Regions from separate parts of the Gossypium hirsutum genome. Here all the other regions are linked to region 1. Evidence: chromatin contacts called from public Hi-C data. All regions are on one chromosome and are shown on one strand. Each heading gives the region's core, a stretch centred on a gene start, on an enhancer-like site or on the middle of the called end of the contact. The rest is flanking DNA. Distances are from core to core; before and after follow the strand shown. Region 1 holds the start of LOC107910165 (cytochrome P450 85A). Region 2 holds the start of LOC107951887 (probable methyltransferase At1g29790). Region 3 holds the start of LOC107951886 (COBRA-like protein 1).

The links. Hi-C and Micro-C count contacts between places; a contact is called where the count stands out from the background.
Region 2: a Hi-C map of leaf shows a contact between it and region 1, with 2.9 times the contacts expected there. The contact joins the promoter of LOC107951887 here to the promoter of LOC107910165 in region 1. A contact is called at or near these places in 3 of 34 Hi-C or Micro-C datasets (hypocotyl and leaf).
Region 3: a contact with region 1 is called in a Hi-C map of leaf, with 1.6 times the contacts expected there. The contact joins the promoter of LOC107951886 here to the promoter of LOC107910165 in region 1. A contact is called at or near these places in 4 of 34 Hi-C or Micro-C datasets (anther and leaf).

What each region holds. Positions count from the first base shown.
Region 1 is chrA07:83,067,804-83,071,444 of Gossypium_hirsutum_v2.1, reverse strand. LOC107910165 (cytochrome P450 85A) reads left to right here and starts at 1,681. Exons shown (of 9, transcript XM_016837969.2): 1 at 1,681-2,021; 2 at 2,297-2,618; 3 at 2,702-2,851; 4 at 2,941-3,189; 5 at 3,301-3,387; 6 at 3,475-3,553. The coding sequence starts at 1,831.
Region 2 is chrA07:83,390,913-83,394,553 of Gossypium_hirsutum_v2.1, reverse strand. LOC107951887 (probable methyltransferase At1g29790) reads left to right here and starts at 1,652. Exons shown (of 1, transcript XM_016887057.2): 1 at 1,652-3,070. The coding sequence starts at 1,652. The coding sequence ends at 3,070. LOC107951888 reads left to right here. Exons shown (of 7, transcript XM_016887058.2): 7 at 588-1,249. The coding sequence ends at 845.
Region 3 is chrA07:83,341,049-83,344,689 of Gossypium_hirsutum_v2.1, reverse strand. It overlaps LOC107951886 (COBRA-like protein 1), which reads left to right and starts at 1,985. Exons shown (of 6, transcript XM_016887056.2): 1 at 1,985-2,860; 2 at 3,480-3,559. The coding sequence starts at 2,758.

The sequences.
Region 1 (3,641 bases), core at 432-2,931:
TTATTTTAATTATTAGTATCACGCTCTACATATTTAACCTTAAAAATATTAAATTCAAACAATTTTTTAAACTAATTGTTAGAGATAAACATGTATAAATAATGAAATAGAAAAGATTGAACACAAATTTTACGTGAAAAACTCTTTCGAAGAGGATAAAAACTACAAGCAAATGAGGCTTCGACTTTTCACTACTTGAATAAACAAACAAGAATACGTTATGGATAAAATAAACTTAAACATACTAAACATACAAACTCAAACCTCTAAAATAAAGCCCTAACTCTCATTGAGTAAACCCGAAAGGGTTACAAATTTCTTTCCACAATCACCACGAAAACTCTCACAAAAGCTCATCTACTATTACAGCTTGTCACCCCCAAAAGAAAAGCCCTATAGTACTACATCTTTAATTGTCTTATTGAAACAGGGATACAAGACCCATAGTTAAGTTTAAAGGTCTAAAACGACTAAAATATCTCTGAAGTAATTAGAGTTTAATTGGGAAAAGATAGCAGAGTTTAATTAGGAGAAGAAACTCAGTGTTTATGGGAAACATGTCACCATGTCGGAACGTCTTCATTCGCGTCATTCGTCGTTGTTACATCATTGACTGACATTAATAAGTGTATGCAAACTGTCTGATAAATTCGATGTACAACTCATATTAATTTATCTTATTCCGAAAATCTTATAATAATAATAATAATAGTTGCTAATTGTTCATGTGATCTCATCGAAAATCGTATCGGTTTCAAGTTTCATCTTTGTTGAAAAAGAAAACCTGAAAATAGAAGGAGTTGGAAATGAATATCAAATTGAAAGTGCATTAGATAAACATCACAATATTATAGTTTTCTGGGAAATACAGTGCCATAAACTTGCAGTTGGAAATGAAATCAAAGCTCCCCTATTCACTTGATGAACAATCCATGTACCTGTTGTATCATATTTAAAATATTATAGAGTTAATAATGTATATTACATAAATTTTGACACATAATTTGTGATTATTTTTATATGGTATTATGCATCTTCTTTTGTTATTTTGTAATTCCATGAGCAGATCTCATTGACAGACATGTGAAGGACTGGGCTTTGGAAGTGTGCTTTATTTTTTTAAAAAAAATTATTTTAACTTAATTTTAGGTCCAATAGGGTGGTCTGCATGTGCCCCTTCAAACACTTCCTAACTATGTTTCTTTTTTCATTTATCTAGCTTTCATACCACTAATATCCAAATCATTTCTTTATAGAAACCTTTTTTCATCATTAAAAAAAATTATTATATATATTTAAATTACAAAAATTAGATATTGGAGCAGAAAGTTGGTTTGATTTATTCTGAATAAGAAATTAAAAAAATAAAACTAAAGCTGAATATTTGTTAGATTTTTATTTTGACCTGTGAAATTAAAGAAATTATATGGTTACTGTATCGATGATGGTATCTCTGACCTTGACTATCAAACAAGCATTCATGCTCAAAATCTTGAAGAATGAATCGTGTCTTAGTCTGCAATTTATTTTAAAAAAATCATAGTTAAGTGTGAAAGAGTTTTAAGATTCAAATCTATAATTAGTTAATTAAGAGGGGTTAGCTTAGTAAAAGCATATCTATTAATTTTTATTGGACTGCTGATTACTTTTGAGGTCTTTTAAGGGTAGGGTCCCTTCCTAGTGAGCTGCATGGTTTGGCCTATATCTTTCAATGACTTGTGACCATAGAGGTAGGGGTCGTATATATATATATATATATACCCATGAGCTCGTTTAGAGTTAGGAGGAAGAAGCCCCTTTAACCATTTAGAGAGCTTCTTGGGAGAAACAATGGGTGTTTTAATGGTGATTGTTGGGGTGTTTGTAATGGTGCTGTGTATGTGCACTGCAGTTTTGAGATGGAACGAGATGAGATACAGGAAGAAAGGTCTGCCCCCTGGTACTATGGGTTGGCCTGTCTTCGGGGAAACCACTGAGTTTCTCAAACAAGGCCCTAACTTCATGAAAAACCAAAGAGCAAGGTGATTTGAAACCCCCAAATCTTTGTTATTTCTTGCTTGTCTGTCCTCGATTTGAAAGCTGGTTGATAAAATAGCTTCCTCTTTGCTTTCTCCTTTTTCCTTTTATGGAAGTAAATGATGTTTTTATTTCACTATGTCATGGTTGTTGTCACTTAAAAACAGTTGCAAGAGGGTTTTCTTGTAAATTTAGCTTCCAAACAGTAAATCATTCAGGTAATTTATGAAAAACACTAGTTTGGTTTTTAATATAATTTGTTTGTTTATTACAAAAGCAGGTATGGCAGCTTCTTCAAATCCCATATTCTAGGATGTCCTACAGTTGTTTCCATGGATCCAGAGCTGAACAGATACATACTAATGAATGAAGCCAAGGGGCTTGTTCCTGGATACCCACAGTCCATGCTTGATATCTTGGGAAAATGCAATATTGCAGCCGTCCATGGCTCCACCCATAAGCAAATGAGAGGAGCCCTCCTTGCCCTCATTAGCCCCACTATGATCAGACAACAACTTTTTCCCAAAATCGATGAATTCATGAGAGCTTTCCTCTCTAATTGGGACAACCAAGTCATTAACATCCAAGACAAGACCAAAGAGGTCTGTTTTTGTATTTGTATATGTTAATATCACATTCAAAGCTTTTCATGCTTTCCTCTGTTTCTAATCTGCTTTCCTTACAGATGGCCTTTTTATCATCACTCAAGCAAATCGCCAGTGCTGAATCCAGTTCAGTAGCTCAACAATTCATGCCTGAGTTCTTTAAACTGGTTTTAGGCACCTTATCACTTCCTATTGATCTCCCTGGTACCAATTATCGTCGAGGATTCCAGGTAATTTGACAAGCAACTCATATATCATTTTCTTGTCATTGCAGTTCCATGTTTTACAGTCTGAAGCAAGCAGCATGTTTATGTTGCAGGCAAGACAGAACATTTTGAAGATATTGGGACAACTGATAGAAAAGAGAAGAGATAGTGAAGAATCCCACAAGGACATGCTTGGGCACTTGATGAGAAATGATGACAGTAATCGACATAAACTAAGTGATGATGAGATCATTGACCAAATAATCACAATCTTGTATTCTGGTTATGAGACTGTTTCCACTACATCAATGATGGCTGTCAAGTATCTCCATGATCATCCAACAGTTCTTGAAGAGCTAAGAGTATGTTCACATTTTCCTTCCAACTTTGACCTCTTTACTATCACTGGTTCTTTTCTTTTCTTTTTTTTTTTTTTGTCTCTGGTTTTGATTGACTGTTCTTTTTCCCACCAGAAAGAACATATGGGAATAAGAGAAAGAAAAAGGGCAGATGAACCAATTGAATGGAATGATCTTAAGTCAATGAGATTTACAAGAGCAGTAAGCACTTTGCAAATTTTTTTATTCAAAAAGAAAAAACGAACACTTTACAAAGAAAAAGGTTCAATGATTTTGTGGGCTATGCAGGTGATTTTTGAGACATCAAGATTAGCTACAATTGTTAATGGAGTTTTGAGGAAAACTACTCAAGAAATGGAACTAAATGGTGAGCTCAACATTAAAATATTCAAAAAGTGGGATCCATAAATATATTGAAATATTCTTTTTAATTCTTACTTTTCTAACATCAATTT
Region 2 (3,641 bases), core at 403-2,902, 320 kb before region 1:
GGCTTTATTGAATTGAATTTACCTTGTTTGAGATGATATGGTTCTTTCTGGCAAGATCCGATGGTGCTAGGATATTTGAATCTTAGACCAACAATTGCCATTGGATGTTAGCTATTTCATAAAAAAGATATATCTTAATTAGATAAACAAATCAGTCTTTATTAGTTTGACAAGACATACAAAATTTCTTCTTGCATTTCTTATGATTCGTCTCTTGCTTCTGCTTGAGTGAGAAAATGTAATAGGCATGTATTTATTTTTGGACAAGTTACTTAAAATCAGTATGCAGATCAAGGTTGATAATGCATTTATTCTGTCATCAACTTAAACATCAAGGAAAGGAGAAATGTAATTGGGCTCTCTAAGACTCAGTGCAGATGGAATTCAGCAGTGCTTTTGAATATGTTGAATGTACCTCCAATATACCATTATACCTCTGCATTGGCAAGTTCTAAGCTGAGTGGGACATATGTACTTGGAGTTACTCTTCATATATCAACATTGCCATCCATTCCTTTATCTGTTGTTATTTTCTGGTGCTTTGTTCTGTCAAATGCCTTAATGCTTACCTTACTTTGTTGTAACAGATGGATAAAAATAGTTTTAAAAGTTCATCAAAAACCACAACCAACAAAGAAAATGGTAGAGTGGGTGAAATATTTCCTTCTACATCTCTTGAGCAGTATGCCAAACTAGGTAGAAAAGATGCTGGAAATCATGGTGATCCATATGACTCTGGGAATGATGACATTAATGACCACAGTGATGATGAAAATGATGGTCAAGAAGATGAAAATGAAGATAGAGAGGATGATGAAGATGACAAAGAAGAACCAAGTGCATAACTGCGAAGACTGAATAACTTATGCAGGATAAGGAATCTGTGCGTACCCCAGAATCTTTAATAGTTTTCGTCGACCTCTGCTCTAGACTGTTTTCCAGTTATAGTTTTGCGATGGTCGTATCTTTTAACCATTCTTTTTGGTCGTAAGCTTTGATGGAAACACATGCCCTTACCCTACAGCTTGTGGTAAAGATGTTCTGTTGGCTTAACAAGTTCTTACAATTGTCTTAAGATTTGTAAACCTCGTAGAATATAATTCATTATGATGATATTACCCGTTAAAACTTCTTAGCTGAAGATGATGCTTTTGTAATTCTTGTGGCATGGATCTACTTCTGCCCATTATCTTTTACCTTTTCTCTCTCTTTACAAGCAATGTTATTAAACTAAGCAACAATTGGTTCATACACCCCTCTAAAACACCATGTGAAATGCATCTCGTCATTTTTCTATCCTTCCATAAGTTATGGTAGCTTATTTTTTTATTGCTGAGGCATTGAAAGTGCTTCCAAGTATCCAGATCATTGCACCAACTGCAATTAAACGCCACTTTATTAAATCAAGCCATTAACAATAACAATGTTCACCACTTCGAGATTGTCAAAGACGAATAAAATTCCAAGTTGTCCCTATTGGAGGGGGAAAAAGTAGAATTTTGTAAGTCAAACATCTAGGGATGAGTTAAGGAAGTAAAACAACCTGAAAATCCAAGTGGCCAATCAAGTCAATACTCAATAGCTCTTGGGATATAATGAAAAACTTGATGGTTTGATAGCTCCTCGTACAAAGCTCAACCTCAACCAAGAAATGCAGAAACCAAGTGTGTCGAAATCTCGAAAATGGCTTCCTGCTGCCCTTCCTGTAATGCTATGTCTGTGTGTGCTTGGAAGCATCCTAATGGCTGCAATCTTAAGCTCCAACATCTTCTATTCCCAGCTACTCTTCAGATCCACCACTTCCGTGGCCAGTGTCTCCCGAGGCCAACTCATCTTGCCTCATTCACTTCTGAATCAAATCGCTGATTTACAAAGCCAAGTGGGAGTTCTGCTGGAGCAGTTACATGTTGCAAGTGCAGAATCCAAAGCACTAACAACGTTTGCGGATCAACTTCTACATATTGCCACATCTTTAGACAAGTTTGCAGAAGCCCTATCAGATTTCTACGACAGCAGTTCGTCCGGTACAAATGAAGTCAGCAGTGTAGACGAAGACTTCAGCGACCCTGATGAAAGTGAAATCAACCAAGGATCAGATACTCATAGTTTTAACTCAGGTGAGCTTCATAACTTCACCGCTTTGAAACCAAATAGACTGATTGGGAAGAAAAACTTCCTTGGGGTGGAAGCTATTAGCCCAACTGTAGGACTCCTTTGTGCCAACATGGCCTCAAATGTAAATCGCTTTATGGGTTATAAGATCTATAGGATGTGCCCTGATGACTGGGACATCGCTCAGAAGCTTATGATCAGTGGCTGCGATCCATTACCAAGAAGACGATGCTTCTCGAAAACACCTCCACGTTACAGTAAACCACTTCCAATAAACTCGTCCCTTTGGTCTCAACCGGCTGACACCAACATTATGTGGAGTCACTACAAGTGCAAAGATTACTCCTGTCTTGTGTCTAATGGAACAATAGGCAAAAGAGGCTTCTTCAAATGTTCAAACTGCTTTGATCTTTCGAAAAGAGGATGGGAAATCCCAACCAACGAATCAACTTCAGCTGAATTCACCATAGATGAAGTTCTTAGATTGAAGCCAGGAGAGATCAGAATTGGACTTGATTTTAGCCCCACAACCGGCACATTTGCTGCACTAATGAAGGAAAGAAATGTAACGATTGCATCAGCTACCCTAAACTTAGGGGCTCCTTTTAATGAGGTGATTGCACTTAGAGGCCTCTTACCTCTTTACCTATCAATTGGCTCAAGACTGCCTTTCTTTGATAACACACTCGATATTGTACATTCTACCCTATTTTTAGATGGGTGGATGGGAATAGATCTTCTTCAGTTTGTACTTCATGATTGGGATCGTGTTCTTCGACCCAAAGGACTTCTTTGGGTGGATCGATTCTTCTGCAAAAGAGATGAGTTGAAGATGTATTTGGATGAATTTTCCAGGCTACACTACAAGATGCTACTGTGGAGAGTTGTTCCAAAGACAGATAAATTGGAGGATAAGTCTTTCTTTTCTGCTGTATTGGAAAAACCACTTCGATCATAAGCTAAATTTACTTGAATTTATAGATTGAATTTTAGCATTTTCTTTTCCTGCTATTCTTCAAAAAGATCTTTACCCATTTTGTTGGTTTGTATATTAAGTACAGAACAAAAGCAGAAAATTCAGATGTTGGGTTCATTCTAACATGCATGTCATCAAGAAACAGGAAAATCAATGGCTGGATAAGTTGCAACCTAAGATGTATATTATTATGTCCCCATATCATAGTTGTGATATATCTAACCACCTCGTTAGGATAACCACTTAGATTTCTCAATTGAAGAATTTTATATGTATATCACGTGGACCACCATCAAATCACATTAAAATCCATTTGGAGACTTTTCTTATTCTATCCAATAAAGACTCCCATAATTTTACTACTTCCTCTACAAAGTCTAGTCATATTCAAGAAATCTACAAGCAACTTTTTCGTTACTGAAATTTCACTCTTCTTTTATCTTAACTCTCCAAAACACTCTTAATTACAACTAACAACTTTCAACATTTTATATGAATCATCTCTAATCTTCGATACCACTTTTTATATCAATAATTAGGGTTGTCTATAAAA
Region 3 (3,641 bases), core at 736-3,235, 270 kb before region 1:
AGATATGAAAATTTAGAAGTTAATCAAATAGCTAAGTTGGCTAAAAAGGCTTAAAGTTGTTTGAAGAATGTCCTAGTGATTTAGCTTAATTGAATATACTTCTATTTTTCACCCCAAAAAAACTAAATTGATGTACAGAAGGTTACAATTATTTAAAAAAGAATAGTAACACTCAAACTAAATTGATATATTTTATATATCATTATACTAAATTATTTAAATATTTAATGTATTATTATATTAAATTATTTAAATATTATTTAAATTAATTTATTTTTTTTATTTTCAACCTCATGTATCACATAAACATTTTAACTTCTCTTTGTAATTTTTATAACAATTTCAAACACTTAAAATTAACAAATCATATTTTTCACAATACATTTGAAAAATACTTTTTTTCAAAAACGAAAATTTTAAAAGTAATTCTCAAAAGCAAAATTAATATCAAACTGGCCCTAAAAGGCAGCTTATTGGAAGCACAATACACTAATTGTGATTATATACATAATTGGTCCACGCTAACCCGACCCACTCTCTTCCTTGTTTTTATTAATGATTTTTATAATTCATTCATAAATATATTTTTAAATATATATATTCTATTGACTGATTTTACTTTTAATTATTTGAATTCTATAAATAATTGCATAATAAATTTATTCTTAAACTTTAAAATTTAAACATTAAACACAAAAGTTTAAATTGTAAACCCAAACATAAAATCATAAAATTGTAAGCCTTAACACTAAATCTTAAAATTTTAAACCCTATTCAAGAGAAACTCTAAACACTAAATGCTAAATTTTAAAATTTAAACCCTAAATCTATAACATATGTAAAAAGTAAATACATTAGGTACTATAGATATTAGACCCTAAAATCGTGACAGCTGGCCGTTGGGGGAAGGTTGGCTTGGACGTCGGAATGAAAAGAAAGGGAAAGAGAGGAGAGGGAAGGGAAAATTAAAAAAAAGAAAAAGAAAAAAAAAAGAAGAAGATAAAATTGTGTGTTTTTATATTTTGTATTTAGAAGTATATTATATATTTATTATTATAAAATTTAACAATTTTTTATGAGTTAATAAATCACATAAAATTCTCTTTTTTTTTCAAGTGTTAAAAAAATAAATTCATTTAATATTTTTTAGTATGTTTTAAAGGAATTACAAATGTAAATAAAAAATGCATGTGATAACTATATATTGAATCAGATATTACAATTTATAATCGAACATGGTTCAATCTTAACCTTCACATTAAGTTATGTATTTAAGATCAAACTCTTTTCCTGTGGGTTGATTTAAGATTCTTATTCAAATAGTTAAGGAAAAAAAGTTTAAAAAATAAAATCATTTAAATAACTTTAATTTTAATTTGTAATGACGTATTTAAAGATTTATTTATATGTTACAAATTAATTCAAAATCTATGCTCATTTCCTTTACATATTTTTTATTTTAAAATAATATTTAAATAAATTAATGTATAAAAACACTCCCAAATTATTATTTAAACTATTTATTATTGATTGGTTAACATTATTTAAAAGAAATGAACAAATTTATATTTTCTCTCTTATATTAATATTTAAAAATTTTATATATTAATAAATATTAAATATAATGATAAAACATATAACCGCTAAAAAAAGGTCTGTCCATTCCAAAAGGGAGGAGGGACCATTATCTACATTTTCCCTTAATTATAAGATTTTAGAATAAGAACAATAAATAACATACTGTCTCATTTCATAAGGATTGATGGTCCTACCCGGAATATATTAATAGCTAAAAGAAGCAGCACAGTGAGTTTAGTGAATGACAGACGAACTATTAGCAAGCATTGCGTGTCGCCGACGACTCAAGCATGACTGGCTTAGCTTCCTCTAGAACCTGCGTATGGGGCTGTCATTTTCTATTAACTCACAAACAACTGTCACCCATCATCCAATCTTTATTTCAAACCTCCTTAATCAAGCAAGCAAACATCCATCTATATAATCCATTTTCTTCCCACTTTCACACACCGTGTTTCATACGCCATATTATTCAATACCTTATCATGCGTTTTGCTTTTTTAACTAATTTCTTCATTTTTATTTTAAATTATATGTTGTGGATGAATATATATATATAAAATTAACATCGAGGATTAAATTTAGTTGATGATAATTTGATTTTTTAAGTCTAAATTAATTTGTTTTTATTCATATTTAAATTGAATGATTTAATTTTTAAATATAACTTATGTTTAAGATGTTCGAATTCTTTCAAATATTTTTTATATGATTTGATTTTTGATTAAATGTATACTTCTTTTAATTATATTTAAATTTATATAATAATGGCGGGTCCTTTTGAACAATACACTATTAATATTGATGGAACTAAAATTCATGTTTATTTAATACTAAATTATGACATCCTTATGCTATAAGCAAGATTAGACAAAAACAAATTAGTCTGTGATTTGCTAAGATGAAAAAGAAATTATTTATATTTTTTTAATGATTGTTGATGTTAAAGTTATATATCACATGATTAATGAAAACAAATTCATAATTTAAAAGAAAAAAGGCGTTTTACAGTGAGATTAAAGTGTTCCACTACTTAAACTCAAAGTCTTAAACTTTCGTGTCATGTCCTGTTGGACGAAAAAGCTACTCATCTCCGTTCTTCTCTCTGAGTCTTCCCTGTCTGCCACAGATCTTGAACCGAAGTCAATAACAAAAGAAGACTCCTAAAATCCTACAGAAATGTCTAATCTTTTTTTGTTCATTGCTAGATCTTTCTTCAACCTAAGCTCTTTCAGCGTCTTGCTTCTGTTTTTGCTCTCTTTCTCAAGTTTCACTGCAACAGGTTTGTACAAACTTTCTCTTTCTTTGTCTGGAAAGTTGGAATATTTGGGTTTTTTTTTTAAATGGTATTTTGATTCTTGAACGAAGTTGGTAAAATGGGTTTTCTTTGATTATGCGAAAGCTCTTCCCTTTATGGTCTTTTGAGTCGTTTTTCCTACGTTTATGTTAATGGATTTTTGTTGGTTTTGCCGGAGATTTAACTTGTCAATTATATTTCCATAATAGGCTATGATTTTTCTATCGAAATCTTGATTCTTTTGTTATCTTAATGAACAAAGCAAGTTGTGAAATTCAACTAACTGTGATTAAAAATGGTAGTCTTTAGATTGAAGGGTTTAGGAAAAATTTAGCAGTTAATGATGAAATTTTAGTAATTTCCATTTATTTAGAATCATAACTTTCCTTTCCCTTGAAGACAACTTAAATGTCTTATCATACAGTTTCCATGCATTATTGGTTTAGTGAGAAAATGAACTTTTGAACTTTGGACCTCTACTATTTGATGTCTAGTGATTATCTGATATTGATTTGCTTCTTTATTTCTAAATGTATCTTAATGGATGATTAGTATTGAAAATGTATACATTTGTTATGATTCTCTTTATTTAACTCATTTTCAGAAGCCTATGATCCTTTGGATCCTAATGGAAATATCACAATCAAATGGGATATCATGAGTTGGACTGCTGATGGCTATGTTGTAAGTGTTCTTCCATCTGTTATATGTAAGAAGCTAGAATTTGATGATTTAGCTATCTAGTGTGGGGTAGTATGAAAGTCAG